Linked DNA regions of Gossypium hirsutum: region 2 is linked to region 1. Evidence: chromatin contacts called from public Hi-C data. All regions are on one chromosome and are shown on one strand. Each heading gives the region's core, a stretch centred on a gene start, on an enhancer-like site or on the middle of the called end of the contact. The rest is flanking DNA. Distances are from core to core; before and after follow the strand shown.

Evidence for each region. Hi-C and Micro-C count contacts between places; a contact is called where the count stands out from the background.
Region 2: a contact with region 1 is called in a Hi-C map of hypocotyl, with 6 times the contacts expected there. The contact joins the enhancer-like site here to the promoter of LOC107892463 in region 1. A contact is called at or near these places in 9 of 34 Hi-C or Micro-C datasets (anther, callus, hypocotyl and 1 more).

Annotation. Positions count from the first base shown.
Region 1 is chrA11:101,339,422-101,346,124 of Gossypium_hirsutum_v2.1, reverse strand. It overlaps LOC107892463 (violaxanthin de-epoxidase, chloroplastic), which reads left to right and starts at 2,812. Exons shown (of 6, transcript XM_041081937.1): 1 at 2,812-3,048; 2 at 3,612-3,935; 3 at 4,064-4,236; 4 at 4,742-4,838; 5 at 4,938-5,329; 6 at 5,563-6,197. The coding sequence starts at 3,648. The coding sequence ends at 6,076. It also overlaps the pseudogene LOC107892471.
Region 2 is chrA11:101,519,302-101,526,004 of Gossypium_hirsutum_v2.1, reverse strand. LOC107893012 (a long non-coding RNA gene) reads left to right here. Exons shown (of 5, transcript XR_001682707.2): 4 at 21-148; 5 at 6,105-6,545. Among protein-coding and RNA genes, the nearest start is that of LOC107893012, 4.8 kb to the left of the region's middle. Within about 2 kb of position 3,419, at least 5 of the 9 cell types and tissues checked have an H3K27ac peak or open chromatin away from gene starts, as enhancers often do.

The DNA of each region.
Region 1 (6,703 bases), core at 1,563-4,062:
GCTTAATGCTTTGAATTGCTACTTGATACTTTAGCCAAGAGATTGCCGATGGTGTCGACAAATCAGCTAAAGCTGTGTAGGCCGCTAAAGCTGGGATTTGGCAGATTGGTTCACTTGCTCGCCAGCAGACAATGTGTAAGTTCCAAGGCTATAAACCTATTTCTTCTTTTATCCGATTTACTTATTAGAACTTCACCCTGTGTGGCATCTCTATCCAGCAATGATTCAAGAAAGGGCTAGTTTGCCAGTCATCTCTTTACAACCAGTTGTTTCCGGGGCTGCTAGAAAAACTTCTCATGCTGTTGGCCAAGCCACAAAGACTATCATGAATATCATAAATCAAGGAGAAATGAGCTCAGAGAACAACGATGATAGTGGCACTGATAGGCTGGAAATGTAAGGAGTTCATTGCTTCCCAATGCCCCCATGGATGGCTAGTGTTAGGCTTTACTAGTATACAATCGGAACACACACTCCCACGCCATAGACCCCAGCTTTCTCACTTATTTTGTACATTCTGCAGCATCTTGAATCATGAACTTCTGGGCTCTGGCTGCACTTGCTAGATTCATTTATTTTGAAGATGGCAAACCAGCCAAATTTAATAACTTTTTTGACAGATTACTTGGTTTTTTTTTTTTCTTTTTCTATGTTATTTGGACTAAGGTCTAGGAATATCATTCGAGTACCTATCCAATTGGTATATGTTAAATATTTTTAAAGTCTTCTTGTATATATTTTTTTCCACCAAACTACTTCCATTTTTTTCCTTTCCAGATCCATCTTTATCCTGAAAGCTGAGATCACTTAAAACGATACTAAAAGAGGGTGTTTCTGATGAAGTTTTGTTCCATTCTCTGCTCCCCATACATAATGCCGAAAAGTATAGGTTGTATTATACCTCAGAGTGACTAGAATTAGAAGAAAGTGTAATACTTGGCTCTCTTCTGATTCCATCCCAAAACAGCGAGTTTCAGCTCAGGATTCTCAGTTAAAAGAATGTTAGTAACCCGCAACATAGAAGATTAAACAAGAATGGAACTAAAACTACAGAATTTCAATTGCTTTTACGTAAGAAATTTCACATAGTTTCGTGAATGGTCCAGGATCCATTGTACCTTAGTATCTCTATGAATAATGCGTCCATCCATATAATGGTGGAGATACCTCAACGCAAGCAGTCTCTTAGGATCTTAACTCGTTTTCCCCATGTCAAGAACACTGTCTTATCCAGAACAATGATGAAAGCCAAGAAGTTTTCTAAAGGTGATGAGAGAATAAGATTAAAGGAGAGCTATATGTATGTCTGCAGTCGAACATCCTAAAAGGTTGCACCGTACAACCTTTTCTCTAGCATGGCAAGCCTCACTGTGAGTCAGGAATGCGCAATCCTTGCCATATGAGATATAGATACATCACTTTCCACTAGCCTAAGGCAAGCATGACTTCAATGAGTCTAACTAAAACTGCACAACAAAAAACGATTTCAGGCAAGAATTACTTAGGACAATATTCAAATACCAGATATTGCTCATCGTCTTCAATTCAGCAACCAGACATTGAAACAAGCTTCAGATGTTGAATCCAGGGAAGACCTGCAAATTTGCTTTTGAAAGAATCAGGAGAGTTGCTTCTGTTTATCTGCTTGATGGCCACAAGCTGTCCACTAGGAAGAATGCCTTGATAAACTTCACTGGTAATTCCCTTGCCTAGACTGTTCTGTTTTCTGCTAAAGCTTATAGCATTCTCAATCTCACCCTTGGAGCAACTTTAGAGACTGGAGCACCTATTATAATTATGTTTTGATTTAACATGTTTATGAAGTTGTTTCTTGAGCTTGTTCCTCTTCATCCTCATGGTCACATACTTTACCAGGTCAAGGATGAGCACTAGTACTATTACCACGATAAGAAGTTAAGAACCTTAAGTAAGTCTTTTAGGCTAGACAAAACATAATTCTAAGCAAGGTTGATTCAAGAACATATGTGGGTTCTACTACTGTAATTTCTTTTACTTGTAACTTAAGAAATGTAAGGTTTTAACCCGGAGTAACTTCCATGCTCTTTTCCAGTTATTATTGGATGAGCAGAAAAAATCAATGTCTGCAAAATGTGATTATATAATGGAGAAATGGAAGTTAATTTCACAGGAAAAAACGCCAACCAGAAATACATTTATAGACCGTGTTTTTCTTAGTGGTTATCACTGATATAACATTTCAAGAAGTCATTTTTTATTATTCAACAACCATAAAAGCTTTGAAACAAGGAAAGAGTTATCATGAATTTTCAAGGTTTTACGGCTTGATTAATTTGGTGTTAAAAGATGCAGCAAAATTCATCGTTTGGGGGAGCTAAATCCTGTCTTGTAGTTTCAACACTAATTACGTGTATGGTTCCCAAAGCTTTTCGATGCTACATTAATTACGTATACAAAAAAATGTTCTTAAAATGATACATCTTTTTCAGACTTGTCGAGTATGGATCGAACTGTCATCTTGTACATTTCAGATAACATCACACTCACTTTGGAATTTCAACATGAAAATAAATAAATATGGTTAGTCTAGTTTTTTCAGCATGGATGAGAAAATTAAGTAAATCAAGTTTTTCTACTTTTTTAATGGATAAATTTTAGTACCCATAAAAATTTAAACTGTGGGCTAAATGTATCATTTACAATATTTTCGGGTCAAATCACAAATTCTTTTTTTTATTGTTGTCGTTGAAGTGAAATTTTGATAAAATGAAGCTAGCTTCAAATTGTACGACTACTTGGTTAAAGACAGGGCCCGACATTCCCAAATATACAGGGATACGTAAAAGGTCTGGTTTCCACACATTGTCTTATCCTAATTTCACTTATCGATCAACTTGCTGTTAGTCACACGTTGTTGTTGGCTTCTTGCCGCCTTTTTTTTCTCCCCAAGTGTTAACAATCCATTGCCTGTCTGTCTGCAATCTCTCTTTTATAACCATGCCTAACATTTAAAAATCATTAAAAAGAAGAAGAACCCACCATTTTATTTTCCTGCTCCATTCAATTAAGGTCTGTTCTTTTCTCCCTTTCTCTTTAAAATAAATAACCTTTTTCTTGTATTTATAGCTGGTAATTGACGGAAAAAAGAAGAAAAGTTCTTGGTTTGTAAACTAGTAAAGTTTGGGAATTTGTTGCTAAGTTTCATTCTGGCATTTCTTGGTGGGAAATGGATATGATTCATTAAATGATAAATTTTATAATACAATTTTGCTCTTCCTTTTTATTTTTATCTCGAAATTGAGCATCTTTTGCTTAATTTTTCTATGGAATTTGTTTGTTAGGAAAATGGGTTTTATTCCTTAGTTGATAATTTGTTCCAGAAATGGTAAACCAGGCAACTAAATGCTCTTCTTTTGATTGTTTTGCTCCTTTTTTTCATTTCCTTTTACAAATGCTAGTAGATGATTGCTTTTTTATATGTGCTGAAAGTTTGGTTTAGTGAATGATGCAAAAATTATATATTTAGATCATATGCATATATGGAAAGTTAGATTCTGACATTTCTACTGAAAGAATTGGACTCTATTCCTTCGAATTTCTCCAGTAACAACATTTATACTGATTTATTGTAGATAATCAGGTTGTATGTGAAGTTGAGATACTGGAATATGGCAGAAGCTGCTCGTCTAATATGTTTTTCCCATGGTAAAAGTGTTAAAGTTCCATGTAGAACATCCGGATTTACTCGTAAAGAGAGGTTTCACCGGAGACTAGTAGCTCATTTTCATGGCATGATGCTACTGAAACTTCAATCTAGTTGCAGAAACTCAAGGTATTCTCAGTTAATTAAGCCGAATATGAATTATTCTGCATCGAAGTTAAGATGTTCACATCAGTTTTCAAGAAGAAAAGAGAGAAAATTTTCATCAAGTAGTAGCAATGAAAGAACACCTAAGGTAGTATTGGTGTATAGATGCTGCTGAGTTTCTTACTAATTAACCACATTCCTTCGTATGTTAATGTTCGTATTTTTGTATTTACGTATCTTCTTCTTTTCCTTTTTCTCTTTGGGGTCTTCTTTAAGGCAGAAGAGGTATTTTCATTTCAGATACCCACCATATCAAATCTCTTAGAACAATGGAGCCAGTCACAGACTGTGAAATTGGTTGGACTACTTGCATGTGCATACTTGGTGATTCCATCAGCTGCTGCTGTTGATGCTCTAAAAACATGCACTTGCTTGTTGAAGGAGTGCAGGTATTCGATCAAATTAAGTGTAAATGGTCTTTAAATTTAGTACTCGTCTTACAGTTTTAACTTTAGCTCATTAAAACATGACAACAAGCTGTACTATCGCACCACATCCTACTAATAGTAGTTCCTGTTTACTTATTTCTACCCTGTCAAAAGCTGTTTGCAAGGGTAACTGAGAAGCTGCCTTTACTGCATAAGTGGTTCATGGAAGGCCTACAGTTCACCACATTTTGTAATCTATATATCTATTAGTAATCTATAGATTGTGTGAAACATTCATACGTAAAGAGATCAATCCTGAAACCATCACCAATGAGTATAACCATCAATTTCAATCATCAGATATCTTATACAACTCTGGAACAGAATCCAATCTTTTGTATTTTTTTTGTTTCAGCTTCTTAAATGAACCTCCTACATCCCTGATTACTTTAGATTGCATTCTTAAGTATATAAAGATAAAGGTTCTACCATCATCTAACTCGATGTGCAATGTTGTTCTTGTCAGGATAGAACTTGCTAAGTGCATTGCCAACCCGTCATGTGCTGCAAACGTTGCTTGCCTCCAGACCTGCAATGATAGGCCAGATGAAACCGAATGCCAGGTTAGTTCTGTATGTTTCTTGCAAATAATTTATGTTGAATGATGGGGCAGCTTATGCGTGAGGGTGTGCATATTATGCTTTTTATCAGCACTTTTGCAGATTAAATGCGGGGACCTGTTTGAGAACAGTGTTGTAGATGAATTTAATGAGTGTGCCGTCTCGCGCAAGAAGTGTGTGCCTCAGAAATCTGATATAGGGGAATTCCCTGTCCCAGATCCTGCTGTTTTAGTTGAAAACTTCAACATTGCAGATTTTACTGGGAAATGGTTCATAAGTAGTGGTCTAAATCCTACCTTTGACACTTTTGACTGCCAACTACATGAATTCCATATAGAAGGTGGCAAACTTGTCGGGAATCTGTCTTGGAGAATAAGAACACCAGATGGTGGCTTTTTCACTCGATCAGCTACGCAAAGATTCTTGCAAGATCCAAACCACCCTGGGATTCTTTACAATCATGACAATGAGTACCTTCACTATCAAGATGACTGGTAATATCCGTTCCTGTATATATCTTTTAAGTTAGCATTCGCTGGTTAAGTATATCCTGAATATTAAACATTCAATCATATTTGAGGGAAGCATTTCACTTGTATGTGCTTAAAATTTATAATCTGGTGCTACCGTAAGGCAAAGTGTTTTGAGTTTCGAAACCCCTGGTGATGATTGTGCCTTTTTTCATAAGATTCTTGCTTTTGTACTCATTGGTTAATATAACATGCAGGTATATTATATCATCCAAAATAGAAAACAAACCAGATGATTATGTATTTGTATATTACCGGGGTAGAAATGATGCATGGGACGGATATGGTGGTGCCGTTGTCTACACAAGAAGTGCAGTTTTGCCCGAAACCATTGTACCTGAACTCAAAAGAGCAGCTCAAAATGTAGGCAGAAATTTCAACAAATTTATCAGAACAGATAATTCTTGTGGTCCAGAGCCTCCCCTTGTAGAAAGACTTGAAAAGAAAGTAGAGGAAGGTGAGCAGACACTGATTAGAGAAGTCGAACAGATAGAAGGGGAGGTGGAGAAGGGGGTCGAGAAGGTTGAGAAGACGGAACAGACATTGTTTCAGAGGTTGGCTGAAGGTTTTAAAGAGCTGCAACAAGATGAAGAAAACTTCTTGAGAGGGCTAAGCAAAGAAGAGATGGAACTTTTGAACGACTTGAAAATGGAAGCGAGTGAAGTCGAGAAACTCTTCGGGGAAGCACTTCCGATCAGGAAACTAAGATAGATTGTTTCACAAGTGATTCACCACAGTTAAATTACATCGTTTTGTTTTAGAAACTGTATAGCTTATATCTCCGTAATTCACATGGAGGCTCAAATCAGTTCAAAAAGTATTCATTCTGCTACTTGTTTTTCTAAACATATGCATATTCATGATATTAAATAAGATCTAAGTAAAGATCATCAAGAATCAATTATCAAACAGCTCAACGGAATAAAAATACAACATCATAAATATGTATACATGTAATATGCAAAACACCAACCAAGATCGAAAAGAGTCGATCTAAACGCAACAACTAGATATCTATAGATCAAAACACATAGCAACCCCAAACCTTGGGATTCGATTATTGCAAATCAAAGATGAGAAGTCTGATCCGAGTGAATTATTCAAGATTTCATAAAGATCACAAGTAGCTTAAATGATCTGCCTCTAACGATGGTACACAGATGCGAGTCGGGTCCTTGTAAAGACTTTCCAGTAATAGTAAAAGGATTGACAGTCTTCAACAAATATCCAATTTTATAATCACTCCTCTAATCATCTCAATCAAGATCCAATCCGAATTAAGCATTCAAGTTCAACAATTTTACATATTAATGCATTTATTAATTTTAATTATTTGTA
Region 2 (6,703 bases), core at 2,170-4,669, 180 kb before region 1:
TTAACTGTTTTTTTTATCAGCTGGCCATCGATATTTGGAACTCAGACATCTTCTTCAATTATGATATTACAGCCATTGCCCACCCTTTATCATAGAACTGAAAGAAGAAGTCCTTTTGCAACCCATATACTTTTCCAAGTATATGATGGTAAGTTCCCTAATTCTGAACTTAAGAAATCAGAATTTGGATGATATTTTTCTTTTAAAGTTCTTGCTAAAAGGGACTTAGGATTATCAATTAATCTCCACCCTTGCTTTGTAAGGAGGGCCAAATTAAATTATGCTAGATTGCGATAACCAAGACCACCCCATTCTTTTAATTCGTATAGTTTATTCCATGGACACCAATGGATTCCACGTCTGCCTTGATCCTTTTGCCACCAGAAATTAGCCATTATTTGTTCCATCTCTACACATGTTGATAGCGGTAATAGGAAACATGTCATTGTGTATGTTGGAATTGCTTGTAAAACAGCTTTAATGAACACCTTTTTTCCTCCTTGTGATAATAAACGAGTACTCCAGCTATCAATTTTCATCTTTATACGTCTTTTAAGTGTTGAAAAGCTATGCGTTTTTTCCTGCCCACCATATTTGGCAAACCCAAACAATTTTCAGAATTATTGGACCTTTAAACTCCCAACTGATTTGAAATGTTATCCCGGACTGTCTCCATTTTTATTTGAATTAAAAAACACAGTCGATTTTCCATAATTAATGCATTGGCTAGAACACTCCTCATACTTTTTTAGAACTTGTTCAAACGTCGTTGTTCCAATCTTAGTCGCTTCTCCGAACAGAATGCAGTCATCTACAAATAGAATGTGAGAGATCTGAGGTCCTCGTCTGCTTGCTTTAACCCCTTTTAGTCTTCATTCCTCAGTTGCGAGCCTAAGTAATGTAGAAAGTCCTTCACGAGAGGATCTCCTTGGCGTAGCTCTCTCTCTAGGGTAAAGACCATCCCTAGAACTCCATTTAAAACAACCGAATACGATATGGTGTTAATACAGTGCATAATCCTCTCAACCCATAAAATATCAAAATCCATCTTAAGCATCATTTGTTTCAAAAACTCCCATTCCACCCTATCGTATGCCTTACTCATGTCAATCTTGAGAGCCATTAGACCTTTTTTCCCCACCCTTTTATTTATCAAAATATGTATAAATTCATAGGCTAGGAGTACATTGTCAGTTATTAGCCTTCCCGAAATGAACATATTTTGAGCTGAGTCGATACAAAAATCAAGTACTTTTTGAAGTTTGTTGGCTATGGTTTTTGAAATGATTTTGTATAACACCGAATAAAGGCTAATTGGCCTAAAATCTGTAGTTTTTTGGATGAACAGTTTTTGGAATTAACACAATTTTCGTGTGATTCAAAGGTTTCAAAGACTTAGCTTTATTTAGGACCTCCAAGTAGAAATCTCTGATCTCCTTCCCTACAATGTGCCAGAATTTCTGGAAAAAAATTGCTGAAAACCCATCAGGCCTAGAAACTTTTGTCGGCCCAATGCTGTTTAGCACTTCAACAATGTCTTTCTCCTTATATTTGCTACTAATTATTAATTCATGTCTTTATCAATACACCTTTTAACACCCGTAAATAGGTGGTTTGTGTTACCGACCCCTTTGCATTTAAAGAGCCCCATAAAATAATTTTTAATAATAATTTCCATATTCGCACCTTTTGTTTTAAGAACACCATCGCTATCTTTCAATCCCCTGATTTTATTCATCCTATGTCTTTGAGATATTTTGTTGTGAGAAAAAGCCGTGTTTCTATCACCATCGCGCAACCAATTGGTTCTGGCCCTTTGTTCCCAATATAATTCCTCCTTTTCCATCTCCCAGTTTGGTTCTAATTTTACGTCGATAATTTCTGCTAACGTATCATCATCCCTATTCATGCCATCAAGCTTAACCAATCGATCTCGAAGATTCTTCGTTTTCCTATCGTGTTCTCCCTTAACATTTTTCCCCCATTTCTGTGAACCAACCCGAAGGTATTCCAGTTTGTCCAATGCATCTCCTGACTTCTCATCCCATAATTTTTTAATGACGTCAGCGCAAATAGGATCAAGGATCCACTAAGACTCGAATTTAAAATGATTTCTTCTAACTTGTGAACTATTTGTCTTCATCTGGATTAAAATTGGGCAATGATCAGAGAACGAATATGGGTGATGTTGTACCGGATAATCAATAAACAAGTTTAGCCACTCATTATTTGCCACTCCCCTGTCGAGTCTTTCTCTAATATTTTTGTTCTCGAAATTTCCCTTTTCCCATGTAAATTTCTATCCCGTATAACCAAATCAATCAAGTCACACTCAGCCAAGACCTTCTGAAATTCCTCCATTTGTCTTTCGTCCTTTGTTTCCCCTCCTTTCTTTTCATGGGCATACATAATTTCATTGAAATCTCTACACACATACCATAGCTCTGAACCTGTACTTCGTAGCCTTCGAAGAAGATTCCAAGATTCTTGCCTATTTGATTGTCTAGGGCTTCCATAAAACCCAGTAAACCTCCTTTTGTTTGAATTATCATCTACACTAATATCTACATCAATGTGATAATCTGAGTAGCTGCAAACATGAACTGAATAGTTTCCATTCCGTGCAAGATATAAACTGAAATGTCCATCCCATTCTGAAAACCACATTTTTTCCTAACTCGTTCTATATGAATGTGATCCAGTTTTGTCTCCATTAAGAAGACCAATTGGGGTTTGTAAAGTTTCAACATGTGTTGAAACCTCTTAATAGCCCAGGAATTCCCCAGTCCCCGGACATTCCAACATAGGATCTTCATTGGTTTCGGTCGGCTTACCAATTGGCAGCCGCCAATATAGTTTGTGTCAATTCTAAAATATCCTTTGGAGAAGCCTGTTCTGATTCAAAATTTTCATACCCCCCACGGGTCCATTGTAGGCCTTTACTCTTTTTACCATGCTTTCAATAGTGGGATGTGAGTTAATATCAGCTAGCTTTTCATGATTAAATTTGCGCTTCCCCAAAATCTTCTCAACCATGCTTGTATCAGATTTATCCTTTTTATCTAAGCGGCACCAACTGCTTCTATTATGGTTTATTTCTTGATCTGCTAGTAATTAGGTAGATTTCTCTAGCTCAGGATTTTCTATCGGATTTTCTACCGCGCCACTTTGATTCTTGTTAGACTTCTCTTTCACGATTATTGGCATTTTTTGAGGAATTAGATTATCTTAATTATTCCTATTATTTTGCCACACGTCTTCCGTTTCCAAAACATTAGGATTTCTTTCCGAATATCTCTCCGTCGCCGTCTAGTATTTCTGTTTCGTAGAGTCCGTATAGAAAATTTCTTCACTATTCTTTCCTTCCACGCCTGTGTAGTGGCACTGTTTCATTGTTTTCTTTTTCAAGGATCCGAGCCATAGGCTTTCTTTTCCTATTATGGATGATTTAGCTTTGAGTGCTATTGAATAAGGTAGTTCATTTTCTGTCTTATCTCGATCTTCAAGCGGTATTTTCGTGTATTCTTTGACACCATGTCCTAACCGGCCACATCCAAAACAAAACGTTGGAAGACTCTCGTATTTCAAAGGAAGCCAAGTTTTTCCTTGTTTGTTTGGAGAGATAAAAATACCTCTTCCCAGAGGTTTTTGAATGTCTAAATTAACCCTAATTCGGCAAAACTCACATTTTATCTCTAATCGAATTACACCCTCAAACGTGGATCCCACCGCATGCATCAATTCCTTCTTATCATATCAGGAGGACACAGCCCAGTTTTAATCCAAAATGGAGAGATAACCAATCTAATTTTGTTCCGCTCCATTACTTTCGTTATCCGATCAAAGATTGTTAATTATTTTTGAAAAAACCATGGATGCCTTTCCATAATCTGCTCTAGATCTTCATCGTCTTCAAAAGATATTGAGAACAAGTTTTGCCCCACAATAAGAATCTCAAATTTCTTTCTTGTTTTCTATATGCTCCTCAAGTGTGCTCTCAAACTGTTTGGATTGTAATATTTCTTTGTCCAAACTGTACATATCAGCATCTGATTTTCAGATGGAATTACTAAAGAACTTTTCACCGATAGCTGGATCAATTCTTCTTCAAGAAGTGCTAATTCCTTCTCATCTTCCAAACCCCCGAAGTCACCACTCGCCTTCTTCCCAACCACAGTAGTCGCTGTTTCTTTGGTAGACTTAGGAGAGCACTATTGACTTTTTAAGGTTTTTCTATTAAATATATATTTAACTCTCTCTCTCTTTTTTGAATAATCTCAAAATAGGTTTTGATTATATTTGTTTTTTTTTTGACACAATGCTTAGAACTGTCCATAGTCCCTCTCCAACCCAAAAAAAGGAGGATAATGCATTTCAACGCACTCAAACCCACGTCCTCTTGCATTGATAATAATATCCATGCCAACTGATAATATTTAATTCTAATTTAATTCATATATTTAACAATTTCAAGTATTTTAAACATATTTTTCTTGGATATAAACTCAAATAATATTCTAATAATAAAAAATAAAAACTAATTTAAATTTTAATCAAATATTTTTAAAACACATGAAAATTTTCATTAGAAATAATAAAATGCGTACTCCATTTAAGGTCTCTCCGTTCTGATTTTGGCATCAAATGAGGCAACAACTCATTGCAATATTTGACTGCCATCATTTGAGGCAAAAGGCTTAAAAAGATAAAAAGTAACGTTTAGGTTTTGAATTTGCTAATTTTCTCAAGTTGATTTTTATTTTTATTCCACGATAATATTTGAATTTGGTAATTATTTTTCATTCGATTCAAGAACTTAGATTTATTAAGGTGTGATAATATGATATTCTAAAATATATCATGTCATCATACTTTATCGAAATTCAAGTTTATGAATCAAATTAAAAAAAAATACTAAAGGCTAGTTCTCTATTATTATTGTGGTTGAAAAGTGCTTTAAAAGATTCTTTTAGAAAAAAATATTTTTGAAAAGTGTGTTTGTTAGTTTTTATTGTTCTCCATTGCTAGAAAATATTACGGTTGAAAGTTAAAATATATTTTTTAGACATGATAGTAGAAACTAAAAAAATAATTAAGTTATATGATATTTAAATAGTTTAATATAATGATACATTAAATATAAAATTTAAATACCTATTAAGTAATTAATATAAATTATTTGTAAAATTTATATATAATTTTTTAAATATTTAAATATAATAATAAATAATATTTAAATAATTTAATATTATAATATGTAAATTATAAATTAATCTATTTTTATATACTTTTAAATAATTATTATAAATAAATATATTTTTAATAATTTTTACTTCCAAATATAAAAACTAAAAACATCTAAATCTTTAACTTTTGAGTTTAGATAAAAAAATACCTTTTCACCTCAATTTTGACTCCAAAAACTAACCATGTGTTAGTGCAAAAGCACTTTTGCACAGCATAAACATTGAAGAACAAGCTGTGTTTTCAAAGAGGTTTTGGATTTTACTTTTGGCTTTTGGTTAATCAAATTACAAAAACACCCCCTTAATTGTAATATTTTCCTTTTTAAATTTACTTTAGGTATAAAATATTTAAAATTGTAAGAGAATATTACCACCAAAATTAATTGATAGATTTCGGACTTACATTTAGTTTTGCAATAATAAAAAATAATTGGATCATTCATTGTATATAAAATTATTAAATTTAATTAGTAAATTATTTTAATTTAAAATTTCACAAGTAATTTATATTTAATTTAAAATTTAACAAATAATTTAATTATTTAAAAGTTATTTAAATTTTTTTATTTTTATTTTTCAAGATTATGTTTAAAATAAACATTTTAATTTCTCACTACAATTTATGACACCAATGAAGAACACCACATATTAACAAACCACATTTTTTGTTCACCGTATTTTTCTACAACACTTTTCAATTTTCAAAAGCATTTTTGAAAAAGACTTTTCAAACGCAGCGGTAATGAAGAATTAGCCCTAAGTATTTTCGTTACTTTTGCGGTGGAAAGTGCTTTTTCATCACAATGAATAACGTACTGTACCTTATGGAGTGTGTCTCACATTTTCAAACATTTTCAGACACTTATCATTACCCGTATCATGACATGAAGATGTCAGAATCACAATACCTCCAATAGGTGACGACGTCACGACAAGAAGTTTCCCAACATCATGATAACGGATGACGTCATGACGAGGCGATTCGGGACATTGCAACGTGGTGACGTGTTCCCACATAAATTAGGTTTTTTTCTTAGTTAAACTCAGTTATTTTTTCCCATTAAATTTTAATTATTCTAGGGTTATTTTAGTCATATATTCACAAGAATTTCAGCCTATAAAAGGGTCTTTGCACCCTAGGATTGATATCATCATCACATTAAGATTAAGAGAAGATTAAGAGAATTTTGAGAGAGCTTTAAAGGAATTTCGTGTTTTTAACTAGAGAATCTTGTTTCTGAAGTTTAGGGTTTGTTTGCTTTTGGGTTATCTCCATCTTTTACTCTTTTAGATTATTTGCCGTTTTAATGAAGTTTTATTTGCACGTGGTTTTTATCCTATTCGAGAAGTTTCCCACATAAAATGTAAATAAAAATTGTGAAAAAAATAAAATAAAATAAAGAACACACAAAGATTTTTATGTGGAAACCCTTTCGGGAAAAAAACCACGGGCAGAG